2 separate regions of the Mus musculus genome follow, and region 2 is linked to region 1. Evidence: chromatin contacts called from public targeted proximity ligation data. All regions are on one chromosome and are shown on one strand. The core of a region is the stretch at or near the end of the contact, and the rest is flanking DNA. Distances in the headings are between cores, read along the strand shown.

Region 1 (6,546 bases), core at 1,812-4,311:
TCTCAAGAACAGCTGCTGACTTCCTTTTATCTCCTTAGCCATCTAGGAATGGGTTCTCTGTTGCCTAAAGTATCTCATGACCCAAAGTTCATTTTTAAAGTCTATAGATACTATATAATATACATACTATTATATCATTACATAAATAATATGCCATATATATCATATAATATTATATAATAAAAATTATGTTATGTTATATATTATATGTGAATAAGAATGTTATTAGATGTTATTATATGAAAATATAATATTATAGAAGTTAAATTACATATGTAAGAATATGTGTTATTGTATGTTATTATATGTTATTACATATAATATAGAAAATATATTTTTTATATATTATATAACTACACATTTATATATAATTATATATTTATATATGCAAATATCATATTATATATATATATATATATATATAAAATTTTGTATGTATGGCTTGTTTTGCCTTCATGTATGCACCACACGTGTGCAGTGCCTTGGAGGCTTCAGATACCCTGGAACTAGGGTTACAGATGATTTTGTGGGCCGCTATGTGGATGATAGGAATGAATCCTGATTCCTCTGCAAGAGCAGCAGCACTCCTGACTGATGAACCATCTCTCCAGCCCCTAGTTTTTTTAAAAACATTTTTAGTGTTTATTTAGTAGGGGTAGGAGTTGCACGTCTCCTTGTACAAACACAGGTCAGAGGACAACTTGGAGGAGTTGGGTGTTTCTTTCAACCACGTGGGTCCTGAGGATCTGGCTCGGGCTGTAAAGCTGTGAGCAGTACACACCAACTCATCCCACCAGTTTCCAAAATCTATTTCTGAAAGCACATGAAGAAAGCTGAGGAGACGGCTCAGTGAGTAAGGCACTTGCTTTGCAACCTGAGGACCAGAGTTTGGTCCCCACAACCCACAGAAAACTAGACATGGTAGAGCATCTGTTTGAGACAGGGTTTCCTGTAGACCTGGTTGGTCTGGAAGTTAGCTGTGGAGCTGGGTATGGCTACAGATTCTTGGTCTTCCTGTTTCTGCCTCCCCGGGGTTGGGATTACAGACATGCTCCATTGTACCTAGCTGAACAGTTTGCTTTTGGGGTTGGGGTGAGATCCTCTGGTTTCATAAAATAGAAAATCTAGCCCATTCCCCACCCTGTGTAAGCACACAATGGTATTTATCAGAAACTAGGTTGAGCTTCATAGCCATAGCTGAAGGTCAGAGAAACCATCAGAAATCCTGTTTCTATCTCAGCTCAGTTCTGTGGTCCATCACATGTGGGCCTTAGTCTCAGATCTGACCTCTCAGCCCAGATCTCATGACTTCTCACATTCAAGTCTGGAGGGACAAACAACTCCATTATTACATTAACCAGAGAAAACACCCTTGGGTTTTCTAGGCAGGCTTTGGCTCATACTCTGTTGCCATTCCCTGACTAGCCACTGTCACCAGACAGGAGGACTTCCCCCAGGTGATTGGATCTTACTCTTGCGATTAACCACCAGCACCAACACAGAGGTCAGCGTTAGGCAAAACACATGGTTGGCAGTAAGGTAGGCAATCCTTCTAGAGCTAAATCAGGTCACAGGAAGTGGGCAGCTAACAACAGATGTTCCCCCCCACACACACACACACAACTTGCTTAAGAATGTCCCAACCGACATTCCTAGCATTGCGACCCTTCACAACAGGTGGGGTTCACAGAAGACCTTGTTTATAGTGACAAAGAATTCCCTTGCTGCCTTTGCCAGACTAGAGTCAGAAATAGTTCCTGTAGGGTCTTGTTCCTCTTCAAGGAGGCTACACTTTCTTTGAATAGATGCTTTCACAGTATAAATAAGAGTGGGACAATAGTTATTACATCTACTAAACAATCATGTAACTCGCACACCTTGTCCTTACCACTAACTAGCTCATTGGTTCAGTTCACCTAGGGACATGTAAAAAATGTCTGGAGATAGTTCAGGCTGTCAAAACCTGTGGGTGCTACAAGGTAGACACCTTAGAGGCTGAACACCCTGTGCTGCACAGGGAGGGCCCTGTCCCCAGCAAATAGACACTCAGCCTACAATGGTGATGCGATCCAGAACCCCTAGCCAGGCTGCTGATGTTCTTCTCATTTTTTTTTTAAGGGGCACAAATGAAGCTTGCCAAAGATATGCAATTCGACCTGGATTCTGTGAGACAGGAAGGGGTGGGCAGGAATGTCCATCCAAAGCCCCTGCTGTCATCTGTTGATTATGAAGCTTGAGATTAGACCTCCATGCCCTGCTACTCCACTCCACCCACTGCATATCCTGGTTCCGTGGGCTGAAGGCCTCAGGAATACGGGTGCTGCTGACAGAAGCAGATAGCTCACTGGTGCCTCATGAGACAGTACCCTCCACCCCCTCATTAGAGCAGGGTTTAGGAGAGAGCAGAGGGCCCATCTTTGAGGGAGACTTATGGGTGACTGTGACATTTAGTGGGATGAACACATAATACCCTGACTTTTTGCTCTCTGTGTGTGTGTGTGTGTGTGTGTGTGTGTGTGTCTGTGTGTCTGTGTGTGTGTGTGTGTGTGTGTGCTTGAAACAGACTCTTATTTTGCAGCCAACTGCAACTGTCAACACCTCAACTTCACCCCCAGTGAAGAACCCACGTCCTAAACATGTTATAACCTCTCCCAAACAGCACCACCAATGGGAGACCCAAGTGTTCAGATTTGTGATTTTTGGGGGGACATTTCTCATTCAAACCTTTGGTAGGCATCCTGAACCACAAGGGAACTTCAGGGAAACAAGACATAGGCTAGAAGGTAACACAGGAACCAGATTCCTGGCTACACCATGGACCCGACAGGAGTCTGCCACAGGGCCACCCATAGACTTTGATGTAAGAAAAAAGTGAAATTTTGTCCTTGCCCAGGGAGTGTGTTTACATTATTCTATGTGGATGAGCCTCATCATAACGGTCCATCAGCCATGGAAACACTCGGCAAATGTTTGAGAAGAATGCCTAGAGTGTACACTACCCCTGAGGAAATGAACACTGCCGGTGGGTGGGGAGCCATGGAAACAAACACCACAGAGGCCTCCTCGGGCACTTTGTGGTTAAGCACGCAAGATGACTCATGTCGCCTGTCCCCTTTCTTCCTTGTAGCACGTCCATTGTCTGCTCTTCCTGACTCAGGGGATCCCCTCTCATCAAGGTCTTCTGTCACAGAGACTCCATCTTCCCAGGGTGGGTGCCACATTGTCATTTGAAAGTGGTTTTAGTGACTGGGCACCAAGAGGCAGCAACAGAGAGAATTCCATAAGCAAGAGCCTCAGAGGAAGTAGATGAAGAAATGCAGGGAGTCCCTAATGCTTTGGCCATTGGTCTGCTTGCGTTTTCAGCCTGGAGGGAAATAGACTGAGAGGCTTAGCTCTGGCTAATAAACTTGGAATTGAAGAATGTCACTTAGTTGCATGCCATTGGCCAAGTCACCTGGATTCATGGAGTGTTGTTTCTCCAACGAACATAATAAACCAGTAATAACTTTCTGTAACCACGCTCTGGGCCACTGTTGTAGAACACTGTTGTCTGGGCTAACACGCTTGTAATCTTGAAAATGGAGAGGCTGTGATTCCATGTGCGAAACCCACACAACATCAGGACCGTTAACACTCCCTTTAGAAGGAGTAGGGGAAAGGGCCCTGTTTCCCACCTAAGATTTCAGTCGCTCTATCTTTCCTGCTCCCGCTCAACTCTATGTGATCTTGGGACTCAAGCTTGCCAAAGTTATGCAACGAGTCCTTGGGATTCAAGGACTCATTGAATCACCTTTGTGAGCTTCAGTGGATCTGCTTTTAAGTCACTCACCATCCTTCTAAGTAAAATAATAACAACAACAATAATAATAATAATAATAATAAGAAGAAGAAGAGAGAGAGAGAGAGAGAGAGAGAGAGAGAGAGAGAAAGAAAGAAAGAAAGAAAGAAAGAAAGAAAGAAAGAAAGAAAGAAAGAAAGAAAGAAAGAAAGAAAGAAAGACATCAACTGATGGTTCCTTCTCTGGGGTGTCCTGATTAACTCTTGTGGTTGTTGTTGTTTTTATCAACTTGACACAATTCCTGGTCCATCTAGGGAAAGGAAACTTCAGTTGAGAAAAATTCTCCACCAGATCGGCAAAGCCGGTGGGGACATTTTCTTCACTGATGATGAATAAGAGAGGGCCCAATCTGCTGTGGGCAGTTCCAACCCAAGTGGGTAACCCTGGGTTTTTGTTTTTGTTTTTGTTTTTGTTTTCTTTCAAATCAGATTAAAGCCACTGTGAGCAGGCCGGTAAGCATTTAGTCTCTGCCTCAGTTCCTGTCTCCAGGTTCCTGCCCTGTGAATTCCAGCTGTGATTTCCATCAGTGATGAACTGGGACCTGGAACATGGAAGCCAAATAAATCCTTTGCTCCAGAAGTTGCTTTTAGTCGTGATGTTTTATCATAGCAATAGATAGCAAACTAGGGCATGGGATAAAGAGAAATACTTCCCCAAATTCTTGAAACTGAGATAAATAGTGGACGATGGCCTGCTACAAAATAGAAGCTTGAGTTACACTTCTAGAAACTTCTCTCTGCCTACACATGCTGCCAACCAGAGCCATGATGCAACAGAATGGCCACCTGGGCTTTGGGCGGATGCCCAGCCACTGCTCTAGGAGAGCAGACCTTCCTCTCTTCAGCCTTAACACTTCCTTCCTTTCCTCTTTTCTTAGCCTGTTCCTGAACAATTGCATTTCCTACTTCGTATTCCACCCCACTTTAGAATGATAGCAGTCAAAATCCCCACAATCCCTAGAATCATCCCGTCACACAGTCAGCCTCAGTGGAGTCCTGTATGAGCATCCCAAGTCACAAGGGCATTCTCAAGGTGACACTGTTGGTCACGCCTTCTGGTGGGTGAAGCCTTGATGTGATTGATCAGTTGTCTTTAAGGGAAAAGTACAGGGTACTTGGAACCTGATAGGCTATGCTGGAAAGATGGCTTACAAACACAAAGTAGCCCACATCCCAGGAGAGTTCTACAGAAGCTATTAGTGCCAAGCTGGAAAATGAACGACCCAAAAAGCAACTGCAGGGCAGTGGAACTGGATCCCACAGTTTTCTGCCTATGAATTGGGTTCCTTAGAACTGCTGCGGGGTGGGGAGGGGTTTCCTGGAAATGATGTCAGGGAGAAGTGGGTGACCTCTAGAGGAAGAGAAAAGTGAAGACCACACAAGCTTGATGGCTGTTGAGAAGCCTTTATGGGGAGGGAGCTTTATTTGGGATAATCAGTAAAAGCAACCCAAATGAAGTACAAGAAGAACCTGTTACATATCTAGGTCTGTGGAGGCAAGAAACAAATATGCTCTCTTCTTCTTCTTCTTCTTCTTCTTCTTCTTCTTCTTCTTCTTCTTCTTCTTCTTCTTCTTCTTCTTCTTCTTCTTCTTCTTCTTCTTCTTCCTCCTCCTCCTCCTCTTCCTCTTCTTCTTCTTCTTCCTTCTCCTCCTCCTCCTCCTTCTCCTCGAACCAATGAACAGCACTCTTTTCATTTAACAGCACATCCAAACCCAGTTAAGAACACTATTAGGCACCAGGCAGAAATGAACAAAAGCCAGATGAAACAGAGTAAATGATAACCCTGTGTTGTATGTAGCCTTTCTCAGCTCATGACCCTGGGTGAATGAAACCAGGGGACTAAATTCAAGTAGATTCCCAAGTGCTTGGGAGTCTATAGCAGATCCTGAGTGAGTTGACAGAAGCCATCAGAGCAATCAGTGGGTCATCAGTAAGAGCAGCATCTAACACTCCACCTGAGGGTCCTCTTTGAAGGTAGACTGACCCTTCTACAGGGGTTGCCTAAGACCATCAGAAAATCAGATATTTACATTACAATGAATAGCAGTAGCAAAATTACAGTTATGAAGTAGCAATGAAAATGATTTTATGGTTGGGTTTCACCACAACACGAGGAACTGGATTAAAAGGTCGCAGCATTAGGAAGGCTGAGAACCACTAATGTAGAGCCTCTGTTGGGTGGCACTGTAAGAGAGACATCAAGGCAAGCTACAGGATTCAGTGTGACAAAGTGCCCATGGTTGTGTCCCTACACAAATGATGCCATTGGCCTCAGTCTGCAGCGGCCCAGACTCTCGACTGAAAGGGTAGAGTCCTGGATCCATTACACCATGATAAGGTTGGACAAATGACTCACGATTTCAGTTCCCTCGTCTGTGGACAGTGGGGACTGATGGCATCTGACCTCATGGGTTAGACAAAGGCACATAAGAACTATAGGGACACACCAGGACAGAGATTAGCTGCTGAGTTTTTTCCATCATGGTGGTGGGTTCTGTTCTTACTGCAGCCCTGAACTAGTAATGCTGTCATTGGGACAGGAAGGACAGAGCTGTGTCAACAAAACTGCTGAGAAGGCCAGAGCTGCAGCTTTATTTGGACTTGGACCCAGGCCCTAGGTCCTGATCTAGCCTCTTTCCCTAGGCCCATTGGAATCTACTGGAAACACAACTCCATTGGGGCACAAACCCAAATATAAAGCAACGTGC
Region 2 (6,546 bases), core at 1,439-3,938, 410 kb before region 1:
CACATACCAGAAGCCCTCATGTAAGCAGTGGCAAGGAGGAGGGCGTAATGCACCTGGCACAGGAGCCACGCACAATGTCATTTCTGTAGAGACGCCCATGAGTGAACAGTGCCATGGAAGGCTAGGGGCATACTAAGGCTTTTCAGAAGTGACGGCATCGAGCAGGCTTGTGAAAGACAGGAAGTTCTTCCCCCTACAAGCAGAGTGACTTCTATGAGTTTTCTCTGCACATACGTATCAGGGATGACAGCACTAACTTCACTGGGCTTCTAGGGATGAGAAGAAAATAGACGCTGATGAATATACACAATGAAACCTTAAAAAGGAAATGCGTACATGCACATAGAACAGCAGCAGGGTCCAATCTACTCTCCTTTGTCTTTTGGCTTCTTCTCTGTTCAAATGTTCGTGGGCTTTCCACCATGGCAGACACTGTACCAGGCACTGTGTACATCATCAGGGAAAATACATGAAACATCGTTGTGTGCTCTTATCTAAGTGATATTCTGTAGCCAGAGATAGGAGGACAGCGGAGTGGGCAGAAGATGCAGTGTGACCAAAAGTAAAGCAAGAAGTAGGGCCTCAAAACAACCAGTCCTTTGCTCTGCAGAAGCAAGCGAGAAGGGGACTTGCCATCAGAGGGACTCATGGAAGGCCGCCAGGGAACAGGAAACGGGCTCAGCAACAGTATGGCAGAAGAGAAGATCTGAACGAGTTTAGTTTTGCTCCGCTGGTAAGGGCTCCCTGGAAGACTATAATGAAGCCATGCCTGGCAATGGCAGCTCACAGGGTTGGGAGCTGGGCAGATTAGGTGATCTTTGTCTGAGCAGCCAGTCTGTAGAAGGCTCAATCTGGAAGAGCTTGTGTTTCAGTTAAGAGTCCTGGAGCACTGGAGCAGGACAAAAGACAGGGGCTGGCTGGACCGATGGCACAGTGGGAGGTGAGGTGATCAAAGGAGCACAGAGTGCTGGTGACTGCTCTAGTAAATGGGCCAAGTATGCAGTGTAGGTTGGGCTGAATCACCGAGATGAGCAGCAGAGAACCAATAAATAACAGCTCCTGTCTTCCCTCCTTCCTGAGAGCACTGGAGGTCCATGTACAGAACATTTTGGAGGCCCAGGAAAGGAATGCAAAACTGGAAGAGCCAGGAGGGTGAACACCTACCGTGGCAGATCTTGGACAGTAAAATGAACAATAGAAATGACTAGGATTCAGAGGGTCAGGAGGTCGTGAGGTGAGGCTAGCCCACTGATCTGCTTGGCTATAACCTGGTCACAGCCTATGGACGACTCGGGAGAAGCAGAGAGTAGTATCTCTTTCCTGGAGTTCACAGCCCACAGGCAACAGTGTTTTAACCTTTAACTGTAATATGGTGATAATCGTGGCCAAGAATCAGGCACAGGACAGCCGGGGCATGACGGGGGAGCAGGTGATAATACGAGGGAAAGCAAGAGAAATTTCACAGAAGTTCCATCCAGTAAAGGTTGTATCAAAGGATGTTCAAATTTCCAAACGATGTTACTCTAGGGAGAGAAAGAGCGTGTGGGAGGGAAATGCATGTGGGTCCTTGACACCAGTTATGATGCTCAAAGCATCCAGAATATAGACAGTGATGGGGAAGACAGCAGAAAAGATGAGCCAGGCACCGAGGCTACCTACGGGAATTAATACTGCTTTCATTTTGGACAAATCGTCCTAAAAATCTTCAACAGCAAGAACAGGGACAAGTAAGCTCTTAACAGAGTTCTGCCAATGGTTATGGATGGAGACCTAAGATAGAGTCATCCTAAACAGAAACCAATAGTCTTAATCTCAGAACTGGAAAGGCTCTGTTTTTATGTAAGAAAAACTTTCCTCAACTGAAAATTGGCAGGCAATTGGAAGTTAAATGAGGAAAAAAAAATCATAAAAAACTTGGAAAGTTTTTAAAAGCTAGTTGTGTGTGTGTGTATCACGGAACTGAGCTGACAAGGATTAAAATGAAATACAAGGAACATTTACTGAACTTAAAGTTTTATTTTTACTCTTTTGAAGTGTAGGCATGAGGCCGGGGATGTTGGATTCCCTTGGAGCTGGAGTCACTGGCAGCTGTGGCCTGTCCAACCTGTGTGCTGGGAACCCAACTCAGGTCCTCTGGAAGACAGCAAGTGCCCTTAAACTGGGGAGCAACCTTTCTAACCCCAGTTGCTGAATTAGAAAAAAAAGTCACACTAACTCATTCTGGAACATCCGAACATCCTCCTCTTTCCATTTCATATTTCATGAGTTTTGATTTGAAATCTTGAATGCACGACATTTTCTTTGGGTGTGCCCCTCTTCACCTCTGCAAGTGGAGCGACAGAGGACAGGAAAGGCAGAAAGTCTGAGGGCCCCCGTCTCAAGAGGAAGTCCTCCAAGGATGACATCACTATCTGCATGACTCACCTGCATGCAGAAAGAGGAAGGAGCACAGCCTGTGTCCCTAGGAGCACGGCAAGAGCAGCAAGGTGAGCGAATCTCAGCAAAGCTAGGCAGTGCCCAGCTCCAGGTGCCAGGGGGAGACACAGACTGTTAACAAAGTAATTCATGTGATCATGGGACACCCATGGTACAGTAACACAGTATCACAAGAATTGAGTGGAGACATAGGAAGGACACAAGCTGGCATCCAGGCATGGGCTACCACAGGATCATTCAACCACACTGTTCATCTCTCAGGATACTCTGCTACACTGAAACTCAGAGGATGAACCAATGAATCATAGCACACTGTAGTACATAAATAGAGGATTAAATTAAAAAGTTATGACTTCAAATAATGGCTACAACCCAAAAGTTGGAAAGGTAGTTTTAAAATACACTTTCTAATTCTTTTGAACTAAAATCAAATTTAGGACGCTGTAGGAAGACAGTTCAAACAAAAGCTAATTTTGTTTAATGAACTAACCAGGAAGGCATTGTGAAAAGTATTGGGCAACCAAATGCTCAGCTAATTACTGTGAGATCAAATAACTGTTGCCATAGTTACTGCACACTGTTTTCCATAATAACTTTTATCACTTCAATAAATCTTTGTGACGCAACAAATATAAAAAGTTTACTGTAACATGACTATAATGTTTTGGAAGGCACACACTGACAGCTGACCTACTGAATCACCTTCCCATATCTGTCCATGAGTAAGGGGTGGGACCAGTACCTTCATGGCTCAGGACTGAAATGCTCACTAGCTTCTTTAATAGGCTGTAACACTTCAAGAGTTGAATTTACCAGGGCCTGCCATTCAACAGAAAAGTCAATGGCCATTTCAGCATGATTACTCTTTGTCTATGAAGCAGGGACTTGTCAAACTCCACGCAGGGTAGCTGTGATATATCAAGATCTAACCCTTCCCAGGCTGCTGGAAGCTGAAGTTCCTGCCCAGTGTCACTCATTCCTTCTTGGGAGGAATTTCAGCCAAGAGTTTACTCGAAAGCCGATTTTCTGTCTACTCCTCTGCACAGTCTTCTTATATGCATTTACATATATACAAACAAAAACATACACATGCACACACATTTATGGCAACTCCCATGACTGCTTATGGTTGCTGCATGAAGTGCTAAAGTCCCCTCAGAATATCAAAGGCGACTGCGGTAAGTGAGTAGCTGGTCTGTGAGTTGAAATGATGTCACATCTTCACTGGAAGATGAGCACTCTCCCCTTGAATATCTACACTAGGATGGAGATGTGGCTGAATCTCTGTCCCTTCCCCGATGTTGGGAGCCGCCCCCACATTCGCCGTTACAAGATGGCGCCGACAGCTGTGTTCTAAGTGGTAAACAAATAATCTGCGCATGTGCCAAGGGTATCTTATGACTACTTGTGCTCTGCCTTCCCCGTGACGTCAACTCGGCCGATGGGCTGCAGCCAATCAGGGAGTGACACGTCCGGGGCGAAGGAGAATGCTCCTTAAGAGGGACGGGGTTTCGTTTTCTCTCTCTCTTGCTTTTCTCTCTCTCTTGCTTCTTGCTCTCTTGCTTCTCGCTCTCTCTTGCTTCTTGCACTCTGGCTCCTGAAGATGTAAGCAATAAAGCTTTGCCGCAGAAGATTCTGGTCTGTGGTGTTCTTCCTGGCCGGTCGTGAGAACGCGTCTAATAACACCCCACCATCTGCAGGGCTTTGTCATCTGCTAGCTTGCTCACCCACGACAAGATTACTACTGAGATTTATAAGGAAGTCAAATGGAAAACGTGGTATAGTAAGCTAAGACGGGTGATAAAGCTCTAGTTTGAGTTTGATTAGATAAAGAAAACTACAGATTTAAAAGCAGACTGTTGATGTAAAGGCCATATTGCCTGGAGCAAGTGACTGAGTATCTCTGGGTTTTTCCCAACTTAAAAAAAAAAAAGGGCAAGAATCCCCACCTACTAACTCCCAGGGATGTTATATGGATCAATTACTTCGAGATCTTTGAAGATATAAAGTTCTAGGGATGTAATCATTTATCAAGATGAAACACAAAACATACATATGATTATAGAGCTATTAAAGAGCAGGTTCGAAAGCCAATATCAAAAGGGTATCTAACTGTAATAAATGCAAGCACGCATGCTGCAGAACCCTGAGGTGGGGACTTAGGGCCTGACTAGTGAAACCTGATTCATACCTATGCAGTACCGTTCCAAAGGTCTCAGAGATGAACAGTGAGGGTTCCTGTTAATGACTGAATCAACCTTTGATTACTCCTCTGTTGCAATTCTTCACCTTAGAGAGCCCAAGGCTGGCACCAGCCACAGGTACCCCCAACGCCTAGGAATTTAGGCTAGAAACTTACCTTTGGCCCTAAGTTATCCTTGACCTTAACCCTTCCATTGCACTTGTTACCTAATTCCTAAGCAGCTTTCAAGTTCAAGTCATTCTTTCAAGTTCCATTCTTCTTCTCTATGTCCAGATGGATAATAAACACTTCCACTTAGAGCTTCCTTCTTTTTCTGATTCTAGTTTAGCTCTCCCCTAAATCTCTTCTTCATCCTTCCCAGATCATGACACAATGCCGACCATGACTTGTTTCTATTCAGGACAATTCAACTGGGCTGGAGATAGCTCAGTGGTTAAGAGTGTTTGGATCCCAAAATCTATAGAAAAGCCAGGTGTCTACTGTAGCTGTAGCACTGTGGAGGGCTAAGCCAGAAAACCAGGGCCTGCTGGCTCCAGGTTCATGAATAAGGCTCAGGATAAAATTCAGATTCCTTAGTGAGCCCTATAAGGATTTTGTTAATTCTTCTGCCTATATTGTATACTGACTGTCTCAACTTCATATTTTTTCTGAGTATATGTGCAAGTTTGTGTGTGTGTGTGTGTGTGTGTGTGTGTGTGTGTGTGTGTATGAAGAAGCTGCCATAGGTCAGTCCCAGATATTGGTTCTTTGATGCTGTACTGTATACCTTGTTTTTTTGAGACAGGATTTTTTTTTTTACTGGCCTGGAGCTCACAGACTAGGCAAAGGCTGTCTGGTCACTGAGTCACCACATCCAGCTTTTTTATGCTGATGGACCTCAGTTCTTCACAGTTGGACTTATCCCCTCAGCTCCTACATGCCTCCTTTATTGTTTGAAAACACATCTGGCCCTCTAGTCATCCCTTTCCTCTCCACAGCTCCCTTCATTTGTAGCCAATGTGTTCACCACCCTGTGCTGAGTTTTGCTGTGTGAGATATGTATAAGTTAGGGAATCGTGAGGCAGCAACAGTGACAGTCTGGCATAAAGTATGCCTGTACACAGTAAACAGTGAGTGAGTGAATGAATGAATGAATGAATGAGTGAATGAGTAAACCCTACCAGAGGACAAGGCAACATGTTACCCTAACTTACTCTTGTTATACTCTCAGCCTGGAGACGGCTCTTGGGTTTTCTTATAGATGACAATGACTGCTTTCAATGTCTTGTTATTGAGATTCAAGTGAGCCGAGCTGCTCTTGTTATAGACCCAAGTCACTAGAGTTCACCTTATAAGCTTCTGAATTCTATCGGATTTCAAGAACTCTTGTCAGGGTGCAAGTGCTGAAAGCAGAAGAGACATGGTGATCTTTCAGGGAGCTGTGGTCGCTGCATGTTCCCATCTGTCAGAAACACTGCTGTAAAAAACATCTCTGCGCCCAAGCCATGACAGGCCCAGGAAGTCACATGGAACTCATGCACAGAGAGCTAAGTTCCTCACACTTGGAGCTGCCTCCGTGGTGCCCACCTCTGAAGGCAGAAGGGTGTCATTTTACACTACCATGTTGTTTGTGCCACAGATGAAGCGAAAAAGGAAAGGTACAGTATATTACACTTCCTTGTTCTAGGATGCTACTAAACACATAAAATCAATCAGCCACACATGGCTCAGCTCCTTGAAGCCTAGTGGATACTAGTGAGTCTACTGTGAGCAGTGACAATGATACAGTTATGCGCGAAAAAGAAAAAAAGAGAGAATTGTAAGGCATAGAAATACATTAAAATGTATTTCAATCTCTGCCAATCAAAAAGAAAGTCAGTGCTGGTCTCATAGGCATACACCACCACCTTAATCAAGTTGACAAAACA

What was found.
Region 2: a targeted proximity ligation map of pancreatic cancer cells shows a contact between it and region 1. A contact is called at or near these places in 2 of 130 datasets of targeted methods (microglia and pancreatic cancer cells).

Annotation. Positions count from the first base shown.
Region 1 is chr15:59,102,651-59,109,196 of GRCm38.p6, reverse strand. No RefSeq gene overlaps it. Among named protein-coding and RNA genes, the nearest start is that of Mtss1, 24 kb to the right of the region's middle.
Region 2 is chr15:59,516,578-59,523,123 of GRCm38.p6, reverse strand. The region is part of intron 4 of Nsmce2 (NSE2/MMS21 homolog, SMC5-SMC6 complex SUMO ligase); the gene reads right to left. Among named protein-coding and RNA genes, the nearest start is that of Gm36677, 98 kb to the left of the region's middle.